4 separate regions of the Mus musculus genome follow, and regions 2, 3 and 4 are each linked to region 1. The links are chromatin contacts, called in public Hi-C and HiChIP or PLAC-seq maps. All regions are on one chromosome and are shown on one strand. Each heading gives the region's core, a stretch centred on a gene start, on an enhancer-like site or on the middle of the called end of the contact. The rest is flanking DNA. Distances are from core to core; before and after follow the strand shown.

Region 1 (2,700 bases), core at 33-2,532:
ATGAAAATTCTGTCCCGGAACCGCACGCAGCCTGGCGTTGGAGGCCTTTCGGTCTTGCGGAAAATGGATTCCAGGCACCGAAAGGCTCTCAAGCCGCCACTTGGGTGAACGTCCCCATCCCGACTTTCCTAACTCCGATCGCCAGCGCAGAAATTTGGCCAGGCATCAGCGCCCGAGCTTCCCTCACCAGAGCTGACAGTTTCTGAGAAGACCCCTTTCCGGGCCGCCCCCCTGGACAAAGGTGCGAAACAAGGAAGCCTCGGAGTGGATTTTCACCATTAAATAAGTGCTAGTCACTACTCCTGAATTTACCCCATATCAACATTCGACTTAAAAAAAAGTTATTGGGGGAAAACGCCTAGGATTCAGTACAGAGTCATAGGTCAGAAACCCAACCAATCTTCTAAGCAGGGGCGGATGCCGGCTTAATTGTTTGTTCAAGAGAAAGAAGTTAGAACATCTATCAAATTAATGATGCCAAGGAACAGATACCCATATAAAACTCCGACATGTGACTTTAAGTTTCAACTAGTGTCTTTAAACTAAACAACCTTCCTTCTCTCTGTTCACCCCCCAGGCCTTTTCAGGAGAGTTTGGAAAGAGTGAGATAGTGTTTACGTCTGTCCCTATTAAGCGCCAGGCACAGGGAGACCATTCTGGACAATATTGAGAGAGCGGGAAAGTTAGTGACTTCCGCCGAGGTTTTCCCTACTTAAACTTCCTAAATCAGGGTCTGTTGGAGGCCCTTCCCTGAGCCCCGATTATGAAACTGGGTTTGCGGGTGGGGCTGGAAACACGTCTGGTCGGCTTTCCCTCTTCCATCCCTGTCTCTTTTCTGCAGCTTTTACACTCAGGAGCCGGATGGCGGGACCCTTGGATGAGGACTGGCATCTTTGTCACATAGGCAACTATAGCCAAGACTGGCCTCAGAAGCGAGTGTGGAAAAGCGCGCGTGTATAAGAGAGCGCCACTCAACCGGGTGGGACCTCTTTCAGCGTTGGGTCACTCCAGCATCCTCACCATCTGCTCCTGTCACCAGCCGATGGCCTCGCCTCCCTGAACCCGCCCCTTGAATTCTGAAGCCAATAGCAACCCCATACTGCTCTACCCCCCTTCGCGAACCCTTTCCACACCCCCACGTTCCGAGAGACGATTGGCTGTTTCGACTTGGGTGAAGCTCCGGCATTTGCATGCTGCTCGCGCCTCCTGGTAGGTAGCGCAGCCCGTCACTCGGAAGGCCGGGACCGCCCACTCCACCTCAGTGCTGGGCTCTCTTCCTGCGCAGTTCTCCGCCGCAGCCTCAGCGGGCAAGCGCCGGGGCTGCTCTCAATCTCCTGGCTGCGAGGAGGCAGCCCCGGCGAGCTGTCGTGCGCCCCGTCCAGAGTTACTGAGTGCGGGGCACAGCGTAACTGACAGCGCGTCTGCTCACAGTTCCCGTCGCCTGGACTTAGCTTTCCAACCCCGGCTTCTCGTGGGCATCATGTCAAGAGCCGTCGCCGCTGCAACCGCCGCCGCCACCCGGGGAAGAGCCGCAGCCTCGGCAGCCGCGCGCGCAGGAGGGCAATAAACCGAATCACTCCGGGCTCAAAGTGGCAGGGGACCGTCGCGGTGCTCTCTGTTCCGGCGGGACTCCTGCCATGTGCTGAGCCATGCCCCTGGCCGCGCCCGCGGGCCGCGTATGGGGCAGCGCCTGAGCGGCGGCCGGTCCTGTCTCGATGTCCCGGGCCGGTTCCTGCCGCAGCCGCCGCCGCCCCCGCCGCCGGTGAGGAGGAAGCTCGCGCTGCTCTTCGCCATGCTTTGCATCTGGCTGTACATGTTTTTGTACTCGTGCGCCGGCTCCTGTACCGCCGCTCCCGGCCTGCTGCTCCTGGGCTCGGGGTCCCGCGCTACTCACGCTCAGCCAGCCCTGGTCACAGCTCCGAATGAGACATCCCCTAAGATGCCCTTCCGGGCACCTCCGGCCAATTCGCTGGCTGCAGGCAAGGATAAGACAGTAGGCGCTGGGAGCCAGGAGGAGCAGAGTCCAGAGGCGCCGGACTCCCCCAGTCCCATCTCCAGCTTCTTCAGCGGCGCTGGGAGCAAGCAGCTGCCGCAGGCCATCATCATCGGGGTGAAGAAGGGCGGCACGCGGGCATTGCTGGAGTTCCTGCGCGTGCACCCCGACGTGCGCGCCGTGGGCGCCGAGCCCCACTTTTTCGACCGCAGCTACCACAAGGGTCTTGCCTGGTACCGGTGAGTTTCCTCTCCAGGGGCCGCTGCGCCGGCCGTGATCCCGACCGTGAGCCCCCACCGGCCGTTGCGCGTCAGGTGGGGAGGGAAGCAGGGGTACAACTTCCGTCAATTTAGGGCGGGCGGGGACCAAAGTGCGACCGCACATTGCTGGTGGACAGTTGGGGAGAAATCAGATGCTCCGGAGTAGGCTGAGACAGCCACCTACAGAAACTTTTAGCTTGGCACCGTTGGCTGGTATGCTGCGCCCTAGAACCATTTAGGTGATCTCTCCACAAAGACACCCACCCGGCAGCTACTGGGAAAGCGCCGGAGGAACCGGTTACCTTTTGGCTGTGGCCGCATCCCACGCGAATAACTCGGAGTGGTTAGGATTTTGTCTCTCTTGCAGCCAGGGACGCGGGGAGGAGTGTTGTGCGCCTCTGGGTCACAGCCTTTAACGAGCACCAACTGCTAGAGTCGCTTCTGCTG
Region 2 (2,905 bases), core at 43-2,542, 590 kb before region 1:
TAAGTAGACAATAAGTGGGAAATGTCAACTATCAAAGACAAAGCACGTCAAGTGACTCTCATGCACATCATATCCCCTCCAGGAATGCACAACAATGGCCAGTTTCACATAGGAGCTTCCCTCATCTACTCCCTAACTATGCCAACTGGATCGCTTTAAAGCCAATTGGCAGACATCCTCTCAATTACTTTGCAAGTATTTCTTCTCTCATGAGGGTTGTTTCTGGCACACATTCCTCAGCCTTGTGTGCCTAGTGCTAACAATGTTTCAGCTCACACAATAGTGCTTTCCTCCCATGTTTGTTATTTTAGAAATCTTAATCAAGTGACTTTACTCTTCTTTGAGGTGGGCATGCTAGTTGTATATTTGAGCTATGGTGCTCAACTCCTATTTTTAACTCTGAAAGAATTTTGCGATTTATTTTATAACCCATCTCTTGACTATACCTTAAGATCCAGATGTAGGTGAGCACAGCTGGAAATGGGTGCAACATACCTGAAATGCCCATTGCCCTTCCTCACCTGTGCATGCCAAAGACTCCGAGGAATCAGCTAGATCAAGCACTTCTGGAACTTAAGATGCCCTTGTACAACACAAGCCAGGAAACCTGGCCAAAGCTGGTTGGAATCTCCCAGTAAAAGAAATTTGATCAAATCTATGGGAAAATGTTGAGCTTTAAGCAAACACCAAATATTCTGGAGGGGTAAGGGGTGTGTGTTGACTTAAAAACACAGGGGCAGATTCCTGTCTCCTTGTCTATAATCTCTAAGTTATAACTAGTTTACTTCACATTTTGCCTGAAATCTGAAAGAGAGGGCAGACTGCTCTTGGGAGTTCTTAGCTGGCTCGTCTCTTGGAGCAAATAGATCCCTAGGAGCCTTTCTCAGAGATTGAAGCTTCAGATTGTGCTTGCCCAAAACAAACACTACTAAACCGCAGAAAAAGAATCTGTATTTTAAAAGTCTATCTCAAAGAAGTGCTTAAAAAGAGACAGCCCAACAGAATTTCTCAAGAAGGTCATTCTTATCACCTCCTGTCACCCATGGGATGGGGAAATCTGACTGGTTCGGTGGGAGGAAAGAATTTGTTACACCATGGATAACAACCCAGGATCAAGAGTTCTGGAGACTGATTGCACAACGTGTGTGTATGTAGTTAATACCCTTAAACCTAAGGACACAGAGACAGACCACTTTATGCTGAGTACAGTTTACAGCAAGTTTTTAAAGCCCTCAAGAAGGAACAAAGGCTTTGAGAGGTGGATCTATCTAGATTATGTCTTTTGGCTTAAAGATGACTAAGCACTGGAGCTAATAAGTACGCAAGGGGGCTGTGGTTTCACTTTCATCTTGCTAAGCCAAAGGGAAATAAAAATAATTTTGACCATTTGTAGAACTGATCTGAAATCAGAAAATGAAATTTGTGGCTTCTACCTTCTAACTGCTGACAGGATGGGGCGGGGAGAGACAAGCTGTAACTTGATTTACCTAAGCTCGGGTTTTCATTTCAAAAGGGAAGTCAAGGCTTAGGCATCTGGCCTGTAAAGGACAGACAGAGCAACTCTGCTCCAGAGTGTTGCGCAACATTGCTCTAAAATTAGTGGTGACCAGTGACCTGAGTCCCACTGGCAGGAGGACCCCCTCAGTCCAGACAACAGAACCCCAGATAAAACCGGAGATGCCTTCTCTGCCATGACCCTGGGCTATCCAGCGTTGGCCCAGTGGGCTTAGACATTAAAGAAGCTTGGCTTGAATGTCATGAGCTGATCAATGTCTTTGGAGAGACACAGACTGACTGGTTGTTTTGGGAGAGGTGAGCATAGTCTTCAAGTGGATACAGTTACCAGAAAGAGCTGTTCATCAAAGTTTGTGTCTGCTTCGAATGTCATGCCACCATCATTTTGGAGCTGATATGTCATTGGGTAATCTCTATGGGTCTAGGGATTGTTCCTGTAGCTGTCTACACTACAAAAAATGTTGGAGACAAACAAGCCAGGACAGGCAGGCTAAGTTGATTGTTCTTTTCTACCAAAGCCAATGGTCAAGACCATAGATTCTGGTGGGAGTGCTAGAATGACCTGGAGGTCTTTCTCTCTCCCCACTGAGCAGGGGACACACTGCACTTGCCGTTGTGTGGGGCCTCTGGCATAGTGTAAGAATCAGGATGCCCCTTTGGATTGTGTGGCCAATGCTTCACCATTGGTCTGCATACAGACACCTCTGTTACTGGGAGAATCATCCAGAAGTAGCCGCCCAGGCCACTCAGCAACTACATTTGGTATGCTTCTAATCTAAATAAGAAGGTACAAAAGGACCCATGTGTTCAGGCATTTTTACCAATATGAGCCCATTTTCCCTGGATTCCCATTGTCCTCATGTTGTCTTCTTGATCCCTGTGTTCCCTATGTAACTAGTACCAACCTTTCTCCATATATAGCTTCAAATGAATGAATGGGTGGATAAATGGATGGATGAAAGGATGAATGGATGAATGGGTGGATGGGTGGGGGTAGATGGATGGATAAATGCTCCTTTCCTATTTGTTTTTATTAAATTGCATTTATTCAATTTTGACTGATCATCTCTTACTATATAGTACATTCAAACAAATCCTACATTGCTTGTAGATATAAGCAGGCTGAAAATTTACAAAAGTAGAGTCTAATGATTCTGAAGGAGGAAAAATGTTTAGAATGCATTGAAGAAACAAATTAATAAAATGATAAACTGGAGTAAACGAAAAGTAAAGACGTTTGGCAAGCGATACCATCATGTGGGTAAAGAGACAAACCCCAGCATGGAAGTATTTACAAACTGTATGTCTGTCAAGAGCCATATCTGTAATACACAAAGAACTCCTACAAATCAATAAGTTAAATAAATAAATAAACAGAATGAAAGAAAAT
Region 3 (2,723 bases), core at 34-2,533, 630 kb before region 1:
GTGTGTGTGTGTGTGGAGGACATCCAAAAACTCAGATGGGAGCTTGACCTTTAGCTCATTGTCCCTCACTCAGGGGCCGTACTTGTCCAGCATGGCGTAGAATAGGTTTCTCCTCTTTTCCGGAGTGTCTACAGGCACATTTCCACTAGGTCAGCATCAGGATCAGAGGGAAACCATACAGACCTTGAGGTAGCAAGACTCTATAATCAGTGGTTCTCAAACTGTGGGTTATGACCCCTCTGGATGTCACATCTTCAGATATCCTGCATATTAGACATTTACATTAAAATTTGTAGTAGTAGTAGTAGTAGTAGTAGTAGTAGTAGTAGTAGCAAAATTACAGTTATGAGGTGCCACGGAAATAATTTCATGGTTGGGGGGGTCATCACAACATGAGGAACTGCATTAAAGGGTCACAACATTGGGAAACTTGGGAGCCACTATTTAGGGTCTAAATGAGGCAGAAGCCATCAGAAAAAGAATTAAATTTCTTTAGTCTCAAATTCTTCTCTTGTCCCTCTGCCCAGTGCCCACCCTCATGCAGTTTATGTTGGCTCTTTTAGAGGTGGTTGTGCCAAGTAAGCTACTGACTACCCAAGTGACTAAGCCCATAACTCCGAGACTGATGACAAACCCCCAGCTTTGTTCCAATGGAAGCCATATGTCTGTGACATGATGTTGGTGTCAGACGAGAAGAAATAGAGAAGCTTTGGCGTTTCATTCCACGTCGTTTGCCTCCAGCTTGTGAAGATCAGTTGCACAGGCTGCCAGAGCTGCCTGTTTCTGAGGGCAGTACAAACGTCCCTTTTGCTAAGACTTACAAACACTCGTGTTTCTTCTAGATGAAGAGAGAGAAAGAGAGAGCATGCGGTCATTGCAAACCTGAAGCCGTCCGTGCGTCATGCTGCCCACCCAATATTATACCTACAGGGGAACAGTTCACCTACAAGGCATGAGAATAAATCTGGGCTTTGTCCATTATAGTAGAAAATAGTAGTCATGAAACCTCAAAGTCACCCCCAGTGCCTGTGGCTGATTATAAACAAAGAGGAGGGTCTTAGCTGGACAGAGTCTGGGGCCAGGACCACCATCTCAGGCCCAAGCATAGGAGGGGTATAAAGACCCCCATTGTTTACATTGAGTCTCTTTGATGCCCCTGCAGGAAGCCCCCTTCACAAACAAAGTCGCCTCTGCCGGCCCTTGGGGATCTGGGGAATTGCTTTGCCCAGCCTCTGGTCTGTGTGTTTAGACTCATGCCACAGCGAATTTCATCTGGGAGGAAAAGCTGTTTCAGATGACCATGAATAGCAGCTTTCATCAGCTGTCACTTCCCATTACCACCAGCACGACGTGGAAATGAACTCGTAGCTGCTGCGCCCTGGAACAGGAGCAGCTCTATTTTCAATATCCATTGACTTGCTTTGTCCTTAAAAAGGAAGCTAATCTGGCCATTGACTCTCCCACCTCTTTTCCAGGCTCATCTGCTTCTTAGGGCAGAAGAAAACATGGTACTGAGGGCCAGCAGTGACTTTGAAAGAGATAGTCATCCAGGTGATATCTGGGCTCTGCCTGAGTGGTCTTGCCCTGAGAGCAAGCAGTTAGGAACCTCAGCTGTTCCGTATGGACTCAAAGAAATAGCTACGTTTTCTCTACTAGAAGAAACATTTTGTATGCCATTTTGTATGATGTCACCAAGAGGCTGAATCAGGATGAGCATGGGATCAAAGTTGTAGTTCCCAATTATCAACCTATGCATCACGACCCCTTGGGGATCTCACATATCAGATATCATATCAGATATCCTGCATGTCAAAAACTTGCATTATGATTTATAACAGTAGCCAAAATTACAGTTATGAAGTAGCAAGAAAATGATTACTGTGGCTGGGGTCACCACAACATGAAGAAGTGTGTTAAAGTGTTGCAGCATTAGGGAGGTTGAGAACCCCTGTGTAGTCAGTTTTAAATCAGTTTGAGTTGCACAGTGAAGAAAAGAAAAGAAAATCTGGGTGTGGTGGCGCACACCTTTAATCCCAGGCAGAGCCAGGCGGATTTCTGAGTTCGAAGCCAGCCTGGTCTACAGAGTGAGTTCCAGGGTAGCCAAGGCTATACAGAGAAACCCTGTCTCAAAAAACAAACAAACAAAAAAAAACAGAGAGAGAGAGAGAGAGAGAGAGAGAGAGAGAGAAGAGGGGAGGGGAGGGGAGGGGAGGGGAGGGGAGAGAAGAGATAGCTACCAATTCATCTCAGTGTCAATTGGTAAACGATGATGTTTTTAAAACATAGAGAAATACACACACACACACACACACACACACACACACACACACACACACACACCAGAAAACCAGGCTATGTGTACAGTGCTTGCCAATTTCCAAGCTGTAATTGCTCTCACTCGGGCATCTCTTGGGCTGTCTGGTCATCAATGAATATGACATATGCAAAGCTCAGAAGACATGAAACTCTGGCCCTTCCTCACCAGTGGGGAAGCTGCACCACAGCACTGACACACAAGCTGCTGTGGCTACTAGCAATCTGGATGGTGGGTAGTCCTAGGAATTTCTCCCTCATGGTAGTCTTGAAGCTAGCAGGAATGTAAAAGAGATAGCTATACAAACAGTGAGAGGAGGTGGGAGGGAGGCGCAGGAAAGGGCTGGTGCCTTAGCAAGAGGGAATAGCACACACTTGAGCACCAGCCTAAAACCAAACAAGTAAGAAGA
Region 4 (2,700 bases), core at 163-2,662, 570 kb before region 1:
CAGCAAAATGCTTTGAGGTTTAAGATGAATGAATCTGAGACAGGAGGAGGAGTCAAACACAAGCAGTCATACCAACTAAGACATTCACATAAAAACAGAAGGGACTAGAGCCTGAGTCTAAGACTCAAAGAGTCTTTAAAAGGCCCAAATGATGCTGTATCTATGTTTTTCTAACATATTTCCTTTCTATAAATACAGTGACCTAGCCATCTGTACCTGTGTCTCTGTGGATGATGGGGAAATAAACAAGGAAGATATAAAGTGATATAGTTCACACAGTTGTATTCTCAAGAAGGAAACAAGCTCGGTTAACTAAGATGTAATGATGTAAGGACGAGCCCTGCACTCTGGGCATTCCCATATAGGGGTTGGGCTTAAGAACAAAAAACATGAAGAATGAGAGGGGGGACACACAGATAACAAACCAAACAGGCACAGGGAATCATTGTAAGAGCAATCCATGAGAGACGGTGTCAATCAAATGTCTAACTCTGCAAAGACAGAAGTAAAGATGCTGAGCCATCAGAAGACATGATCACTGGCATGCCAAAAGCACATTTCCAGGATCTGTGTCCGTCCCCAAAAGATGAGGTTCATTGTTATTGGAATGCCCTGTCTTCACCATGATCATTTGAGACACCACATATGTATGCATGCACATATGGAAGCCAAAGGTTCATGTTGGGTGTCTTCCTCCACCACTTTGCTTTCTACCTTATGCTTTAAGATAAAGTCTCTCACTGAACCTGAAGCTCCTGTATTTGTCTAGACTGTCTGCCAGCAAGCACAAGAATGCCTCTTTCTCCCCATACAAGGTGCTGGAGTTACTGGAGTACACCACCATTCCTGGCTTTTACATGAATGAGGAGATCTGGTCACAGGTCCTCATGCTTGACCCAGCAAACACTTCACCCACTGAGCTGTCTCTCCAGCGCTGAGGAGGATGGGAAAAAAATCCCTAAGCCACAAACATGTTTTCCTTCAAACTATTCACTGACGCCCGTGCATTCTTTGGGTTAAGATGTGTAATACCAACTTCCTGTTTCTTCTTTGAGGCAGACTGTTTGCTCTCTAGTTCCCTGTGAGAGTTAGTTTTGATTTTTTTCTTTTGTTGTTTTTGTTGTTTTGTTCTGATTTTTTGCTTATTTTTCTCCATATCTTTTGATCAAATATTTTCTTTTAGAATCAGGAGACTTGTGGGGCATTTTCATTATTCCTGATGTCCAGTACATCTTTTAAATTGCTGCTTGAACTCTAGAGAAAATAAATCGGATATTTTGTCACTCATTTTATGCTTTAATTGTGCATCACAGAAGGACACAAAAGAATGACATTCTCACTCTGTCTCCTCCAACTGAGCCTGTCCTTTGAAAGACACAGCCTTACGTCTGATCAGGTTTCTCCCTCCTGACCTCTAAGGCCACCAGAGGTGAATCTATAGTTGCCTATATTTAGCCCTAAAAGAGATTCTTCTTTGCCCTACCCCCCACCTTGACTTCTTGTGACATCTGTCCAGGGTTGAAGAGAAGAGAAATATTACTTTCTTTTCTATGATTTCCTTTGTCAAGCTGAAAGTCAGATAAATATCCCGTGGGGAGGAAGTAGGGAGTGGGTGCAGGAAATAGTATGCCAAGAAGGAAGTTAGAGCAGAGTGGAGAGGTTGGCTGCCCTTTATGTGACCTCCAGGAAGGGTCTGAGGTCAGCCCCTTGGACCTCGTGGACCCTGAGATTGTCATCTGCAGGTCTGAGTGCCACTGACTTGCCCTGGCCCTTCTGTCTTCACTGAGTGGTCTCAGATCTGACCTGGTCACTGCACTGCAGCCTGCTGTCCCTTGGGCCCTGGTATGTGAGCCTCTGGCTGCTTCTCACCATCTCTCGTAGGAGAGGCATTCCATTCTTGGCTCCTAGATTGATTGCAGTTCTTCTGCACAGCCTTCTCTGAATGCTAACTGAGAGAGATCTTTGACCTGTGGACAATGACAGTCTGCTTCATGACAGACAGTACATTTTCTTTGTTGATAACCGTTGGTTCAGTTTTTATCCTGGGATCTCAGAGAAGAGCAGACACACAAACTATAAAATTTAAATCTCTACACTGAGCTGGGAGGCATCGCCAATTCTCACTGTTTTCATATTTGGGGTTGGGTCAAGCTATGGATTGGAAGTGTTTATCCCTAGGTATTCACAACTGGCTGCTTGATCCCCAGTATAGTGGCTTCTTTAGGAGGTGGGACCCAGTGAGTGGTTAAGAAGTCCCAACTTCACAACTGCATCAGTGTTGACCCAAGGGAGTCTTCCAGGGGTGAGAGCTCTTCCTAGAGGAGCTGTTGTAAAGCCAGATGACCAGCATGGTTGGCTCCTTCTGCACATGGCAATTTTCTCTACCACGTTGTGAAACAACCTAGAACACCCTTACCAGGATGCCAGCCTTACTAATTGGACCTGGAGCCACCAGAACCATGCTTTCTTTATAAACGCTTTCTTTATAACCCCAGGCTCTACTTATTTTGTGATACCAACAAAAACTAGGCTAAGACAGTCATTTCTTTAAGATATAAATAAATTTGAAACAATGGACTCTTTCCAGCACAGGGTACAGATAAATTCAGAGAAGTAGGTAGGGGGACCTCACATCTTTGATCTATGGTCTCCCATCAAGAAGTCACACATAGCATCTGTCACCATTCTAGGGACAGGGGA

What was found. Hi-C and Micro-C count contacts between places; a contact is called where the count stands out from the background. HiChIP or PLAC-seq counts read pairs in DNA pulled down with a chosen protein or histone mark.
Region 2: a contact with region 1 is called in a Hi-C map of olfactory sensory neurons, with 2.3 times the contacts expected there. The contact joins the enhancer-like site here to the promoter of Hs3st3b1 in region 1. A contact is called at or near these places in 8 of 39 promoter capture datasets (the 3T3-L1 cell line, cranial neural crest, embryonic stem cells and 4 more), 4 of 484 Hi-C or Micro-C datasets (adipose-derived mesenchymal stem cells, cortical neurons, embryonic stem cells and 1 more), 6 of 115 datasets of contacts at active chromatin or transcription factors (acute myeloid leukemia, embryonic forebrain, embryonic hindbrain and 3 more) and 1 of 9 other capture datasets (embryonic stem cells).
Region 3: an H3K27ac HiChIP or PLAC-seq map of extraembryonic endoderm stem cells shows a contact between it and region 1, with 5 times the contacts expected there. The contact joins the enhancer-like site here to the promoter of Hs3st3b1 in region 1. A contact is called at or near these places in 10 of 39 promoter capture datasets (the 3T3-L1 cell line, 3T3-L1-derived adipocytes, the C10 cell line and 6 more), 1 of 484 Hi-C or Micro-C datasets (cortical neurons) and 7 of 115 datasets of contacts at active chromatin or transcription factors (craniofacial prominence, embryonic hindbrain, extraembryonic endoderm stem cells and 4 more).
Region 4: an H3K4me3 HiChIP or PLAC-seq map of bone marrow-derived macrophages shows a contact between it and region 1, with 4 times the contacts expected there. The contact joins the enhancer-like site here to the promoter of Hs3st3b1 in region 1. A contact is called at or near these places in 2 of 484 Hi-C or Micro-C datasets (bone marrow-derived macrophages and cortical neurons), 9 of 115 datasets of contacts at active chromatin or transcription factors (bone marrow-derived macrophages, embryonic forebrain, embryonic hindbrain and 5 more) and 2 of 9 other capture datasets (adipose tissue and macrophages).

The regions. Positions count from the first base shown.
Region 1 is chr11:63,920,866-63,923,565 of GRCm38.p6, reverse strand. It overlaps Hs3st3b1 (heparan sulfate (glucosamine) 3-O-sulfotransferase 3B1), which reads left to right and starts at 1,282. Exons shown (of 2, transcript NM_018805.2): 1 at 1,282-2,232. The coding sequence starts at 1,679.
Region 2 is chr11:64,515,593-64,518,497 of GRCm38.p6, reverse strand. The region is part of intron 1 of Hs3st3a1 (heparan sulfate (glucosamine) 3-O-sulfotransferase 3A1); the gene reads right to left. Among named protein-coding and RNA genes, the nearest start is that of F930015N05Rik, 80 kb to the right of the region's middle. Within about 2 kb of position 1,292, at least 25 of the 459 cell types and tissues checked have an H3K27ac peak or open chromatin away from gene starts, as enhancers often do. A contact at or near this core is called in olfactory sensory neurons, where this site is marked.
Region 3 is chr11:64,548,116-64,550,838 of GRCm38.p6, reverse strand. No RefSeq gene overlaps it. Among named protein-coding and RNA genes, the nearest start is that of F930015N05Rik, 110 kb to the right of the region's middle. Within about 2 kb of position 1,283, at least 11 of the 459 cell types and tissues checked have an H3K27ac peak or open chromatin away from gene starts, as enhancers often do. A contact at or near this core is called in craniofacial prominence and extraembryonic endoderm stem cells, where this site is marked.
Region 4 is chr11:64,495,158-64,497,857 of GRCm38.p6, reverse strand. The region is part of intron 1 of Hs3st3a1 (heparan sulfate (glucosamine) 3-O-sulfotransferase 3A1); the gene reads right to left. Among named protein-coding and RNA genes, the nearest start is that of F930015N05Rik, 60 kb to the right of the region's middle. Within about 2 kb of position 1,412, at least 24 of the 459 cell types and tissues checked have an H3K27ac peak or open chromatin away from gene starts, as enhancers often do. A contact at or near this core is called in adipose tissue, bone marrow-derived macrophages and macrophages, where this site is marked.